5 separate regions of the Mus musculus genome follow, and regions 2, 3, 4 and 5 are each linked to region 1. The links are chromatin contacts, called in public HiChIP or PLAC-seq and promoter capture Hi-C maps. All regions are on one chromosome and are shown on one strand. The core of a region is the stretch at or near the end of the contact, and the rest is flanking DNA. Distances in the headings are between cores, read along the strand shown. Region 1 holds the start of Syt16 (synaptotagmin XVI). Region 2 holds the start of Syne2 (spectrin repeat containing, nuclear envelope 2). Region 3 holds the start of Wdr89 (WD repeat domain 89). Region 4 overlaps Rhoj (ras homolog family member J). Region 5 holds the start of Kcnh5 (potassium voltage-gated channel, subfamily H (eag-related), member 5).

What was found. Promoter capture Hi-C pulls out the DNA fragments that hold promoters and counts their contacts. HiChIP or PLAC-seq counts read pairs in DNA pulled down with a chosen protein or histone mark.
Region 2: a contact with region 1 is called in a promoter capture Hi-C map of cranial neural crest. The contact joins the promoter of Syne2 here to the promoter of Syt16 in region 1. A contact is called at or near these places in 1 of 39 promoter capture datasets (cranial neural crest) and 2 of 115 datasets of contacts at active chromatin or transcription factors (astrocytes and stem cell-derived neural progenitor cells).
Region 3: a promoter capture Hi-C map of embryonic stem cells shows a contact between it and region 1, with 4 times the contacts expected there. The contact joins the promoter of Wdr89 here to the promoter of Syt16 in region 1. A contact is called at or near these places in 9 of 39 promoter capture datasets (the 3T3-L1 cell line, cranial neural crest, embryonic stem cells and 3 more) and 2 of 115 datasets of contacts at active chromatin or transcription factors (astrocytes and large pre-B cells).
Region 4: a contact with region 1 is called in an H3K4me3 HiChIP or PLAC-seq map of embryonic forebrain, with 13 times the contacts expected there. The contact joins the enhancer-like site here to the promoter of Syt16 in region 1. A contact is called at or near these places in 9 of 39 promoter capture datasets (the 3T3-L1 cell line, cranial neural crest, embryonic stem cells and 3 more), 3 of 484 Hi-C or Micro-C datasets (all in embryonic stem cells) and 3 of 115 datasets of contacts at active chromatin or transcription factors (embryonic forebrain, embryonic stem cells and forebrain).
Region 5: a contact with region 1 is called in a promoter capture Hi-C map of hippocampal neurons, with 5 times the contacts expected there. The contact joins the promoter of Kcnh5 here to the promoter of Syt16 in region 1. A contact is called at or near these places in 3 of 39 promoter capture datasets (the 3T3-L1 cell line, hippocampal neurons and liver), 3 of 115 datasets of contacts at active chromatin or transcription factors (astrocytes, embryonic forebrain and forebrain) and 1 of 9 other capture datasets (embryonic stem cells).

What each region holds. Positions count from the first base shown.
Region 1 is chr12:73,996,417-73,999,184 of GRCm38.p6, forward strand. Syt16 (synaptotagmin XVI) reads left to right here and starts at 1,361. Exons shown (of 8, transcript NM_001364282.1): 1 at 1,361-1,447.
Region 2 is chr12:75,816,959-75,819,726 of GRCm38.p6, forward strand. Syne2 (spectrin repeat containing, nuclear envelope 2) reads left to right here and starts at 1,360. Exons shown (of 116, transcript NM_001005510.2): 1 at 1,360-1,520. It overlaps Gm40447 (collagen alpha-1(II) chain-like), which reads right to left and starts at 2,670. Exons shown (of 7, transcript XM_011244246.1): 1 at 2,539-2,670; 2 at 951-2,393. The coding sequence starts at 2,670. The coding sequence ends at 1,125.
Region 3 is chr12:75,668,126-75,670,893 of GRCm38.p6, forward strand. Wdr89 (WD repeat domain 89) reads right to left here and starts at 1,412. Exons shown (of 2, transcript NM_028203.1): 1 at 1,347-1,412. Gm34717 (a long non-coding RNA gene) reads left to right here and starts at 1,600. Exons shown (of 3, transcript XR_381697.2): 1 at 1,600-1,956.
Region 4 is chr12:75,395,501-75,398,268 of GRCm38.p6, forward strand. All of the region lies in intron 4 of Rhoj (ras homolog family member J), which reads left to right. Among named protein-coding and RNA genes, the nearest start is that of Gm34613, 19 kb to the right of the region's middle. Within about 2 kb of position 1,376, at least 30 of the 459 cell types and tissues checked have an H3K27ac peak or open chromatin away from gene starts, as enhancers often do.
Region 5 is chr12:75,175,941-75,178,708 of GRCm38.p6, forward strand. It overlaps Kcnh5 (potassium voltage-gated channel, subfamily H (eag-related), member 5), which reads right to left and starts at 1,392. Exons shown (of 11, transcript NM_172805.3): 1 at 516-1,392. The coding sequence starts at 588.

The sequences.
Region 1 (2,768 bases), core at 111-2,610:
ATGATCAAAATAGCTTAAGATGAAGATTTTCGAGCTTCAGACAGGTTCACAGTTCTTGAGGCGTTTTTAATGCTCTTCTTGTGTCTCTTTGTTTGGGGACCTACCATCACCACCGAGGGTTGTTAGAACTAAAACATGAACCTGGTGTCTATGCTTGAGAATCACATGTGCCGTAAACAGATTAAAATGAAAGCCGCAGCCAGCAGAATGTGGATGCGGTTCACCCTCATCGTGCTGACTCCCTCACCTACATCCTGTGGACTGATCAGAGAGGACCCTTTTGTTGTTTTCCGGTATTTTCCTTTGCCCACCTGGTCAGACGGCAACTGTTTCTGATTCTGCTTTGCACCTGAATTCTGTTGGTGCCCAGCGATGCCTGAGATGACGCCCACTGGCATCCTTACTGTTTGGGTTAAATGAGTGGCCTCAAGCCGACCAAAGGCATCGTGCCTGCACAAACAACAACGAAAAACAAAAACCCAATGCCTTCCCGTGCTTAGGCTTTGAGTTTGAGCCACTTGATGCTTCCCCATGTGGTGGTGGTTTCTCATTTGCTACTGGTCCCTAAATATAGCAAGGATCTTTCAGTAATTGGTTTATAGCATTCAACAAGATGTACTGCGAACAAACGCCCACAGGTGGACTCATTTCAAAGTCCTTTTAACCGCGATGGTCCTTGAGGCAATACTGATTGCTTTTCTCGTGGAGCTGGTCCTTTAATACAAGTCATCGGAGCCGCCTGTGGTCTGGCTCGCAATTATCCACTCGTTAGTCACCCATCCTGTTCACATCTAATTAGTTAATTGGCCATTTATTCACTAACTCATTAATTCACGCAGGTTTCCAGTTAGAGTCCTCCATTAAGTCGCTTAATAGAGATCTGATAGCCTACTACACACAAGGCTCTATTTTCACCTTGGAGACAAAACAAGAGGATGAGAGGAGTCTTGGTCCTCACACACAGGAGGCACCTGTGTGATCCTTGCTTCTCTCTCCCCCACCTGCTCCCTGCTTTGCTCCTTTGAGCTAGGGCTCAGGGTCGACATTGCTGGAAAGAAGCACCAGGCCCGGATGAATTGAAAAAAGCAAGGCAGGATACCAAGTGTTTGTTCAGCGGGAGAATAGAGCGGGCAAGAAACCTGGAGAGGAGCGGGCCAGGTTGCTAGCTGCTTTGTCTTAGGGAGGGATGATGCTACGGGCTGGGCAGGGCAGGTTCGGTGGCGGTCGGCTCCGCTAGGGTGTGGGGACGCTGGCGGGGGCGACCCAGCTGGCAGCCACCACGGGGCTCGGGGCGGCGCGACGGGGGCGCGCGGCGGGAGCGTCTGTGCGCGTCGCGGCCCTCGAGCGCGCGGGGCCTGTCGAGAACGCGCGCGGCCGGGCGCGGCGTGGGTACCCCAGCCGCGGGCGGCCGCCCTGCAACCCCCCGACGCGACCATGGCGACTGACAGTAAGTGCGGGGTTCCCCGGGGGCGGGGGCAAGGCATCCGGGGTGGCAAGTTCTCCTCCCGCGCGCGCCTGCCTTTGTGCCCAGCTCGCGGGGGCAGCGACCGGGTACCCCATCTCCGGAGCCCGCCCTTGTTACCGTGCCCATCACCTGCTATGGCTGACAGGACTGGATAGGGTTGGGGATCCGAGGACCTCTCAGGAGGGATGCAGCACCCGACTGGAGGGGACACTTGATGCTTGAAGGCAGCAGGGCTGGGCCTCGCAGCCCTTTGGGGACTGCCTCCAGGCCCACAGCCAGTTTTTAGGGAGCCCAGTATTGGGGCGCTGTGAGTTCAAGGTTTTCCTGGAGTTCTGGGTCAGATTGGCACGCCCTCTTCCTGGTGGGTGGCCCCACTGGGCTCTGTTCTGGGGCTCTGAAGCCACAGACCTTGCCTGGCTGCCATGGAGAGTGAATGAAAGGGGCGTGCAGAGAAGGAAGGTTGACACCGAAGACTGGAAGAGTTGCAAGGCTTCAGGCTGGCCTGCTGTTGGCATCTTGGAGTCTTTGCTGCTGTTTTTGGAAATTAGGGTTACCGCTAAGAAAACTGGTTACATGTAGCTGTAGCTTGACCTGTTAGTGGAACCTCAAAAGGAGTGCAGAGTAAAATAAGTCACAACACTTGTCTTAGACTTAGCATCTAAAGTCCTCAGCAAAAGTCATGGCACACAGTAGGGACTTCATTCACTGAATGTACCATGTGATTACAGACAATAATAAGGCAATTTTGAGAGATGAGAGGGGACAAAATAGGTGTTGAGGGTCAAAATTTCATTATTTTTTCCTTCAAACTTATCATTATTCAGTCAAGAACACAGCTTGCATACAGTACAGAGGATGCACAGTTTCGAGTTAAAAGCTATGATGACATTTTTATATCCCAAGTCCCTCAGTAGTGGGATTGTGGCCCTGTTCCCAACCTTAAAACTGTGGCTGTTGGATTTAAAGGCTCAAGTCAGTAATCCCAGGACTTGAGCGGCTGAGGCAGGAGGATATCAAGTTACAAACCCTGTTTCAAAAAAAGTATATGTATGTGTAGATTATGTGTATACACATGCGTAGTGAGCCTGCCATACCCGGGAAAGTGATGGGTATCTATCTCATAAGTAGTAGGCATGCAAGAGAAATGGACATGTGTGTGGTTGCTCACTCATCTCCCATTCGCCATCATTTCGTTTGTGTGGCGACACCAATGGACCCTCTCTGCTTTCTGTAGATCAGGGGGTGGCACAAAATTAACTACTAGAGACAACCCTTTTTGCTCTCAGCTCTGCTTCTATGGACA
Region 2 (2,768 bases), core at 110-2,609, 1.8 Mb after region 1:
AATAATATAATTCTATATATTTATTTTGAAATATATATATTTGAAAAAATATTTTTTGAGAAAGTCTTTTGTACCCCATCGTGGTCTCAGACTTGCTATGTGGCTGAGGCAAGCCTTGATTTCCCAATCCTCCTGTCCCCACCTCCTGAGTGTTGGATTACAAGTGGGCACCATCACTTCATGTTTATATGAAGTGCTGAGGATCAAAGCTAGGCAAGCAGGCTACCCACTGAACCACACCTCGAGCTCCGCCCACCAAGCCATTACGGGATGCATAGCAAATAGTCTAAGAACTTGGAAGGTCAGAGTGAACCTAGAATACAAGAAATGCCATGCAGATATAGTACGGCGAAAAAAGACAATAAAGCATGTATTTTCACAGTTTACTTGTGTCACCTCAATACTCGCAGAGAGGAGAGTGTGGATAGAATTAAAACCTACGTTTCCCGGAAACATGGATTAGCTGAACCCACTGTCGTCAAACTTTTAATCTTCGACCCTTACCATTTAATTTGGGCCATCAGTAGCGCACTAAGCAATCCAGATAAGATTCTGCAGCTACACAATATGCATGAGGCGGGACTTGCATGAAGTTAAATTTGATTGCGATAGAAACTCAGGCCACTGCCTCTTTGTGATTTAACAGTGAAGTGATGCGTTGGTGTCTGACTTCAAGAGTCTTAATACTATAACAGCGACTCGAAACGCGAGTGGGAGTCAGGTGATGTCATCCTGAGTTCACAGGATTGAGTAATTTGCTGGAAAATCCAACTGACACCTACAGGACAGATTCCCAGGGACCCACTTTCTCCTGAATGTCGTTGTTTGAGGCGGCTCTCCTCAGCCCATCCTGCAGGCTGGCACGCGCGGGGCGGGGGGGGGGGGGACAGGGAAATAGGGTGGGGGGTGTCACTTATCTGCATTGTTAAATAAGCACCTCCTTATCTTACCTCCGTAGGTGAGGTCGAGGTCTGGGCTTCCTGACACTCTTAAGAAGCCGATGAAAAGTCCATGTTTCTCTAAGGCTCCACCTGGGTTCAAGGACCGGATCGCGGTCGGCTCGCTGATTTGTAGATCTAGGCATCCACCCACCGTGAAGAAGTGAAACCCGCCTGAAAAGTGTTCTAGGAGAGTCGGCCTCCCCTTTGTCTCCAGCTGCGGGTAGGCACGGAGGCGGAGGCTCGTGAACCTGCGTTCGGAGTTAGTTCCTCACTCCCGCCACCTGCAAGGGTCTGTAAGGCGGAGGGAAAGTTGCGGTGGCCGCAGGGAGGCGGCTCCGCCCCCAGTGCGCTGCTCCGGGCGGCGGCGAGCGCGGGACTGGGCGGGCCGGGAGGGCGCGGGGCGTGGTCTGTAGCCTCCAGTCCAGAGCGGAGCGCGCTCGGCTGCGCCGCAAGCCTTCGGCCGCACGGAAGAGCGAGCGGGAGAGCGATCGAGGGGCGCCATCGAGGCAGCGAGGCGAGGGGGGCGCGGAGTAGGTCGGGTCGAACTCCGGCCCTCGCCTCCCGGCCGGGCAGACAACGGTGAGCGCAGCCGCGGGGGGCTCCGCGCCCTAAAGCGCCCTGCGAGAGCGGGAGGGCGGGGAAGAGGCGGGCACGAGCCCTGCGGAGTCCCCAGAGCCCAGCGGGGAGCCCGGGGGGCCCACGGGAGTCTCTGGATGCCCGGCTCCCAGCTGGGCCGTGGGAAACTTCACCCGGGAGGGGACAGCGGGGCGCGCGGGGCGCTGTAAACTTAGCGGCGGGCGGGGCACCCTGGGGATCGCGGCGAGCGCCAGCGATTGGCGTTGGTGTCCCGGGCTTCTTTGTGTCACCTCCGGGCCCGGCCCGCGGGTGCACCCAGCTCGGCCCCGGGACTCCCCACTGTCCCCCTATCCCGGTCCAGGCGGGCGCGCTCGGCTGATTGTTTGCATTCCTCGCGTCACGCCTGGGCGGGAAAGATTTCGAACCGGGTGTTAGAACACTGAAGCCGCGGCGCAGAGATTGCAAAACCACGGGCGGCGGGAGGCTAGCCCCGGGGACCGGAGAACCTGCAGCCGGGGCGCACACTGTGGACAGGACGCGGGACCCTTGCGTTGGAAGAGAAGAGGCGGGCGCGGCGGCCCTGAGTCTCGGCGGGCGGAGAGGGGGCGCTGGGACCGCGGGGATTATAATTCCATTTTGATCGCTTGCGGTCTTTGTTGTCTGTACAATTGCCTTTAGGGTCTGACGGTAGCACCTGGTCCTCCTTACGGTCTCTCTCTTGAGGTCTGAAAAGATGCCCAGTGTGGGAGGGGGCCCGTGGATTGCATCCAGGGCTGCTGGCCACAGGAGCCGCTGCCTGAGATGGAGGTGGAGAAGTCCAGTGTAACACTTGCCTTTGTGGACGCGCCTTATTTCCGAAAGTTGTTTTCCCCTCCCCTAGTGGAAGGGAGCGTCGGGACGGAGTGGCAGCAGGCGCGGTTGTGCACAGGCACCATGTAGTAGCTCGAGGCAAACCGGGGAGGCTCTCAGTAACCGTGGGACTTAACAAATGTTTGAAAAGTTTTATTTGAAGCAACTCCACCTGCTTCCCTAAAAGTTTCCATCCCCCAAAGCTCTTGCTGGAGGTAATTCTGTGGCTGAGCTCGAATGTTCGGGTGGGGGCACAGTTAAGCAGACCTGGCCTCCTCGCAGCTCCCGTTCCAGTAAACGCCATCATGGGAGAAGGAGCATTCGGTTTTTATGGCCTAGGATTTTTGACGTGTTTACACGCTTCAACGCATGACTGGGGCTCCAGTTTTCTTTCTGGAAAAT
Region 3 (2,768 bases), core at 162-2,661, 1.7 Mb after region 1:
GTCACAGGGGCTGACTTACTTTTGCCCTGTTCTATAAAATCTAAGGTAAAAAGACGAGCTAGACACTTCTCACTTCTGCTCTCTAGATAGTACTGTCCTGACCCCAAGATAGGCGGGTAAGTAGTCAACACAGAGGTATCTCACACTTACATTGTTAACTAGGCTGCATGATTTTGTGGTCTTTAAACAAGAAGCAGAAACAGGTATGGTTGATACCAATAACATAGACTATAAGTCCACATCTTCACTGAATTATCACAACACTGAGAAGCAATTTGGCACGGACCATGCACTTTTTAACAACCTGATGATTGCAAAGCAAAGTTAGGAAGTAGACCTTTAGACTGATGCCTTCCTACCAGTTCATCTTACTTGGATAATAACCAATTAACTGGTTTCCTGGTACACTGTTTAGGATTTTAAAATAATTTCTTTTTTCTTTCCTTTTCTTTTTTTGTTTTTTCAAGACAGGGTTTCTCTGTGTAGCCCTGGCTGTTCTGGAACTCACTCTGTAGACCAGGCTGGCCTCGAACTCAGAAATCCGCCTGCCTCTGCCTCCCAAGTGCTGGGATCAAAGGCGTGTGCCACCACTGCCCGGCTTTAAAACAATTTCAAGTTAGGAAAGAAAACAGGAGCGTTTTACTAGTTGTACTATCTTTAATTTTACATTTGTGGAAGCTGAATTCCCTCAATTTAAGTTGTCAGAGTTAGCCTAAATGAGACATTTCACAAAAATAAGATGCTGCCAGCACTGCCTCTTGGGTGGTTTTCGTTGTGAATTAGGTTTGTGTGTGTGTGTGTGTGTGTGCATGACAAAGTTTTCCCAAGAAGCACTGGTTAGCTGGAAACTCAAAGAGATCCTCTTGCCTCTACCTCCCTCCCAGTCAGTACTGGGATCCCCGGTGTGCTTCACCACACCCGACCAGCACCTAGCTCGGTGGACAGCTGTGTGGCCTAGATGACACCACACACGTAAGGAACTTAGCCTAGTAGCCTGCATCACAGCACATACTGTACGACTTGGCTCCGCGTACCAAATGAAAAAATCTGCTTTTTGATGTGGAAAAAGGCCGGAGCCAGGAGGTGGGTGTGGGATGAGTGAGAGGAAGGGCAGGCAAGAGCGAGCAGGGACCTACCCACCCTTCCTCGAAACTGAAGCAGAGACCTTCGGGTGGCATGGACCCCACATCCTGGCATACAGAGACCCACGCGGTCCCTGCGCATGCACGTGCTCCCTCTCACACCACCCGCTCCCCTTCTGCGCTCCCCGCCCAGGGCTCTCCACGCGCGTGCCACCCAGTGGCCGCCGGTCGAGAGAGCTGCCCGCCCTGCCCAGCAGAAAGTACCTCCGCAGCAAACCCCACACTGGAGCTGGAGAAAACGCACGCTCTGCCCACGGCCGGCTGGAACTCCGCCCTCCGGCTCTGATTGGGTAAAAATATAGAGGAAGCTGAAGCGGATTGGTCCATAGCACAGAGGCCGGACCATAACCAGCGGGCTCTTCTGAAGCGGGAGCCGCGCGCCTTTGCTTGCTACCTTCCGATTGGACGAGGGCAGAAGGTCTGCGCATGCGTAACTCGGTCTACGGACCACGCCATACAACACCTCCCTCTAGGTCAGGTTAACGGAAGTCCCTGGGACCCAGCTTCCTGGACGTGTGGCCAATAAAAGGCAAGATCGTCACCGATTCCGCCTTTTCATGCGGATGTGGCTTTGCAGTTTCTTCCAGCACTTCTTCCGCTTCCTCGGACTCGGGTGTAAAGTTATTTCGCGGACCAGAGGAGTGGGGCTGAGGCAGGATTTCGTGGATCTGAAATAACCACACGTGATCACAAAGCCTAGCTATACAGGCGGGTTTGAACGAGCAGTATCCGGCCTTCACTCCAGCATGGCTATGACTCAAGGTTGACAGGAGCGCAATTACAAAATCTGGAGGTAGTTTTGCCTCGGCCCCAGGTAACTCTGGGAATTGAAGTCCATAATGGTCAGGTCCTGTCTCATCTGTCCTATTTTGATGTTGCTTTTAAACTTTAGTTTGATACAGGGCTGATGTTCCAACTGTAGTGGAGACATGACATCTGGCCCTACCAATAGGGGAATGAGCTCTGTCCTTGAACACCAAGAAGCCCTGAATCTAGTTTAGGTGGACTCTACCCTCTTTTCATTATAGATGAATACCTGTGGTATAACAACCATGAGACCGCGTTTTCCAGTGTAAACAATTCAGAAAATACGTACTTGGTTAAGCGATAATGCAAACAAGCCAGATTGTCCCTGGAAATACATTCGGCTGGGACTCGTGAAATTAACGTGCTGTGTATACCCACAGGAATCTGAATAAGGGGAACTAACTAGGGGATATATCTTGGTGCTGTTAAAAGGTATCCTTCCCCTGGAAATCCCCCCAAGGTGAGTTTAGGTTGGTCCCATTTACAGCTAGTAGAGTTGGAGATAGAGATTATTGTTTGATTAGTTGCAGTTTCTAATTAATATCGGTCTTGGTGTCATGGCATAGCCAGGAGTCCTGACCTACAGTGGGTTAAGAATGGTTAGGGAACTGACATACTCTTTTCATATCCTGAACACTGAGATGCTGGCTTCCACTGCCTTCTGGACCTTTATCTATGAAGTTACTAAAGGGAATTCCTGGGGGAAATTGGAGTTGGGAGCTTGCCATCCTAGGGGGCTTGTAACCTGACCCCCCGGGGTTTTGGTCTTTGCCATGCCCTGATCTTTATATCACAGGTAGTGATGGTTCTTATTTTAGG
Region 4 (2,768 bases), core at 126-2,625, 1.4 Mb after region 1:
CTCGCTCCGAGCTTGGAAAGCTGCTTTTCGGTTGTTTGTTTGCTTGTTTGTTTGTTTCTGTTTTGTTTTGTTTCCCCTGTGATAATGAGTCACCCCAAAAGCCTCCGGTTTCATTTCAGCTTTATTTTAAGAACAGTGGCAGGGCTCATCGCTTGATTACCTTTTGACAGCCTCTCCTAGCAACTGCTCTCTGGTTTACAATCATGTTGAGCATATGAAAGCCAATTGAGAAGACCAAGTGAGATTGTTTTGTTTTGTTTTTTTAACTGGTTTTGTGACGACTCACGTAATTACAGAGACGTTTTTAGGTTCTCAGTCTTTGGCTCCTCTGTCAGATACTTCATTATAATAGCTAGCATCTATGTAGTGATGCTCTGGTCCTGGGCGTGGCACAGGCTTCCCCATAGTTAATCCTTGAAGCACCTTCTGCAGTGTGTGCATAATTGTTCAAACTCTCCTAGACAGAAATGAGGTTTAGAGAGGTGAGTGGCAGAGAGAGGGTCTGAGTTGATGCTCTGGCCACAGTGTTCTCTGCCTCCTTCCTAGAGTCTGCAAACAAATTCTTCAGTCTGGGACTCCTTTTGCAAAGACTTCTAGGAACAGTAGAGCAGAGTGGTTCCCTCCCCTGGTTTGAGAGATGGATGCACCTTGTCTCCCCAAGTTCTTTGGGCCTGTTGGCACAAGTCTTACTTCCTTGGATTCCTGTGGCACCACCATGAACTAACATACCAAAAGTTCCGGCTCTGCAGGCTATCCCTGTTGGCCTGTTTGCCCTCAGGCTTGCCTGCAGCTGGGAAGACATTTGCCTCTGTTCCTTCTAGCCACTGTTTTGTTTTTTTGTTTGTTTGTTTGTTTGGGTTTTCAGAACATTCTCATGTAGCCCAAGCTGGCCTTGAACTCTACATATGTCTAAGGATAACCTTGATCCTTTTGCCTCTACCTCTTGCTGGTATCAGCACATCTGATTTTATACAGAGCTGAGACTCAAAGTCTAGGCTTTGTCCGTTGCAGGCAAGAGTGCGGCCAGCCTGGCTCCAGTCCCCAACCCTTCTAGATACTACTGTGCTTCTTCAGTGCACCCCACCCCAGTCAAAGGAAGAGGAAAGTATTAGCTTGCTGTTTCTCTTGATTTGGCCTGTTACAAGTTGGCTTGTTTTCATTTCTTCCCATCAGATTTTGTATGCTGTGTACCGCTGTGGCATATCTCCCAGTCCTGGGAACAATGCACCCTAAGTGTTGTAAGAAACTAACAGAAAGGTGTTCTGTCTGCAGCCTCAATCTCTCCTTTGTTTTGTCTTACTTCCTTGAAAGGTGTCAGTTTGGTCAAGCCTGCTGCAGATTGCACACATGTGTGCCTAACTGAGGAGTCTCTGAGCTTTTGCAGATGGGTCCTAAATACTTAGCTGAGTAAGTCATTTGACTCCGAGGACCCGGGAAGGGCACCACTGTAAACAATAAAGGCTGTGTTTCCTTGACATAATTTTCCTTTTCAATCTTTGGTGACCCTAATGAATTTTTTTTGAGCATTCTTTTTAACATGACTGTGCCCTTTCCCTGAACCAGGACAAACTCTCCTCTCTGACCCCCTGAGCACGTAGAGCTTGACAAAACAATCGCCTCAGAACTGGGCTCTGTGTGTCTCTCACACGGAACATCCCAAATCACACCCAAGATCCGTTGGCTACTTTTCCTGGAACGATCAGCACACCCAAATGTTATGTTAACCTCCTCACACAACAATGCCTTTATGGACTGTCTCGTTATCTTTCCCCTTGTCAGAATTGGAAGAGACAAGTTTGGGCTCCTCCTGCCTCATTCAGAGGCCCGGGCTGGCAGGCTGACAGGCTAATATGCTAAAGCACTGTGGGTTGGCAGCACTGTGGGGAGGGAGGCAGCAAGTCCCCACTCATCTCTCAGGGTCCCAGAGTGAATGAACAGGAGTCAGCCAAACTCCTGGAATTTTCAGAATCCATCTGGAGCTTTGGAATTATTCGTGAGAAGTTTGTCCAAAGGCAATAGCCTACCGCACTTTCTAAGGCTTTCTCCCCCACTCTGCATAACGGACAGAGCCATCACACTACAAGCAAGCATTACAAGCAAGCACATTCATTTACTTGCTGTGCTTTTTATATGTGTGCGTGTCAACTTCCAAAGGCAGCAGGTGACATCTCATGTCATTGTTAGGGAAAAAAAATTCCCCACCCCCCTTTTCTTCTCTCTCATATCCTGTTTTTAATAAGTTTTTGACGTTTTCTCCAAATCTAAAGGCCAAACCATTGTCAAAACAAAGTCCATAAAGTAGATTTTCATCATGCACGGATGGCTTCAATTCCTGGCCTTTGATATTTCCCATTGACTTATAAAATAGCCATTCTTGTCAGAAAAGAACACTTACCAAAAAAGGACTTGCTGTCTGTAGGAAGAATTTTGAAATAAATTTCAGGATGTGATCAAAACAATTTCATTCGATACTGAGTCTTTATATATGTGGCCTTTCAACAATCCCATTTCGGGGACTGTTAGCTCAGCCAACTTGTTGCTGGGCTGGGTATAAAGGTCATAGAATAAGAAAAACAATGCACCTCAAGGGATGGGAAGAGGGCTTGTCATGTAAGAGTACCTGTTCTACAAACATAAGGTCCTGGGTTCAAATCCTCAGCACCCACAAAGAAGCCAGTAACCCTAGCATCAGAGTCGAGACAGGCAGATCCCAAGAGCTCACTAGCCAACCAGTGCAATCAAAGCTGCATGCTCCAGGTTTAGTGAGA
Region 5 (2,768 bases), core at 142-2,641, 1.2 Mb after region 1:
CCAAGCACTGACTGTTTAGGATTCAATTCCGACTACTCGCCCTAAGGCAGGGTACTTTCAGTTGTGCACAGTGGGTCCAAAAGCCATCCTAGTGACTTAAATTTGATGAAGTGGCCACTTTCCCAGTCATTCCCAACTTAAAAGGAAAGCTTCCTCCAAAAACTGGCTCTAAGAATTTGGTCAGCGCTTGCAGCTTGTTTGGGGAGCGATGGGACAAGGAGCGATTCATCATCAAAGTGAAATTCAAAGCTATTTTGATGGACCTCCGCTCTACCCACCCCCTTTCCTAGCTCCTACTCTAAGGTCTGGACAGGTGGGAGGGGGTACATCTCTCTTAGGAAACAGATGCAACTTAAGTCCCTCCACCACCTCCTTCCCGGCCCCCACCCACCCTAAGCCACCAGGTACCACTGCCTACACCCCCTCCCCCCTTAGAAGAGGGATGGGATGGGCAGGACGGGGGCGCCGTGGGCGGGATGAAGGTAGGGAATGTTCTGAACTGCAACTCTCCTTACCACTGGAGCGCCTGACGATGTTCTCCAAAAATGTGTTCTGCGGAGCCACCAGCCCTCTCTTGCCCCCCGGCATCCTGGGTCTGGAAAGCAGCGGCCAGGATCCGCGGCGGGGGAGGGGGGGAAGCAGGAAGAAAAGGTGGAAGAAGAGGAGGAAAAGGTAGTGGAGATGGTGCTGAAAGAAAAGGGGGCGCGGCGGCGGCGGCGGGGTCCCCTGAGTGTGTCTCCAGCCCGACCCGGATGAGCAGCTCTGGGAAGGAGGACCAAGCAGTTCATGGTAGTAGCGCTCCCCCGGCCGCCGCTGCCCAGACTGTGGCGGTGCCGCACACGGGGCTGGGGAACTGCAGGCTCCGCCGGGCACAGTGCGCCTGCGCCGCCCCCGCTGTCGCTGTCCCGCCGGTGCTGATGCTGAGGCTGCTGCTGAAGATGCTGCCGGGGAGGCAGGAGCCCGGACGCGGGCTCAGCATTTCTCCCTCTGCCCCGCGCCCGGGCTCTGGGAGAGAGCGAGGAGCAACTCGACTTCCCTCTCCCCACCCCTAGCCCAGGCTAAGACCCCATTCCTTAGCTCTCTGCTCCCTTGGTCTCCTAGCCCACCCTTCTCACTCAGCTGTTTCACAGCTACCCAGGGCAGCCAAAGTTCTGTCCAGGCTTTGCGAGCGCCTAGTGGCTGCTCCTTTCTCCAGGAAGATCCAGACAAGTGCTCGCTGGCTGGTGCGGGCTGTTGTTCGCGAGGCAGGCACCAGAGAGGGAAATGGCAATCTCTGGGGAGAGCAGGTCACATCTCAGCTTCTCCTGCTGCCGCTGTCCGAAACCCCAGCAGCTCCGGAGGACTCGGGTCCTGGGGCTGAGATGCAAGAGGGCTCCTGCTCTAGCCCAGACTGTGCGCCGAGTAGGAAGTGACTGGGTGGCGCTCGGGGACGCGGAGCAGCCACCTGACGCTGCTACCGCCCCCCTCCGGGCTCTGGCGCCTGAAGCCTCCACACGGGAGCTTTCTACACCCTGAGAAACCCCACTATTTGGAGCAGAAGCCAGATGGAATATGAGAGCAGAGCTGGCACCCGGAATGGCCCTGCGCCCCAGGCTGGATTTGGCGCGCGAGGGGTGGGGAGGGAGGTTGGCTCTGACACAGCCTCTGGAGAGCTACCCCAGGGCTGCTAAGTACAGGAGAACAGGAAACCGGATCCCCCTACCCAAACTTGGAAAAAAGAAAAAAGAAAAATAAGAGTTCACTTAATGCTCGATGCTAGCAGTCCAAAGAGAGAGTCAACAATTCAGACAAGAGCGCGAGCAACCGGCAGCGCTTGCGTGGAAAAGTGGTACAAGCTGAGAGAATAAAGCTGCGCAAGGCTGGGGAGAGGCCGCCCTCCTCTACATTCAGGACCTGGACCGGAGTGGGACTGTTAAAAAGCGGTCTAAAAGCAGGGGGCAGCCACACGAAAGGGAAATTTCCACAAGTGAGAAAGGGACCGGAAGACATGAAAAGAAAGGGGGAGCCCAAAGAGCTTGGCAGCCCCTTCTTTTGTGAAAGGCGCTGTTTTTGCTCCAGGCTACAGCATTAGCATCCCCTAAGAAGTCTTGACATGCAAATTTGGGGGCCTTATCCCTAAGTAGGGGCGCTAAGAACTCTGAGGATGGAGTTTATCAATCTGTTGGTAATAAACCCTCTGCCTAAATATGATACCCAAGCCACAAGCGTAGGGCAACCCTAAACTTCCCTTTAGGAGACTCCACCTGGGCCTGTGGAGTCAAGAACCCTCTGGGAACAGAAAAGGCTCTGAGTTGGGGGAGAGGCAGGGGGCAAAGGGTAAAGGTTAGTTGAATGATACATCTTGGTTGCTGGGGTCAAGCTACCCAGGGCGAGGTAATCTTTGTGGAAATGATTGCCTGTCAAACAGAGGGCATCCTGAGAGTAAGAGCAGCAGCATCTACTTGCTACCTACGGGCCTGTGACAGTGAAATACTCCTCCATTCACTGGCCTTTAAAGTGCTCTCCCTAGCTCTCTGTCTCTCTGTCTGTCTCTGTCTCTGTCTGTCTCTTGCTCGCTCTATCTATCTATCTACCTACCTACCTACCTACCTACCTACCTACCTACCTACCTATCTATGTATCTATCTCTGGCAGAGAGTTAAATGTAAAGCCAGGATCCAGGTTTTACCCTACGGTAATTTTTCTTTCCTCCAAAATTTCCGCTCCCCACCCAGAGCCAGGGCAGCTGCACAAATTTGAAAGGTGGCCATGCCAAAAGTTAGCTCCAT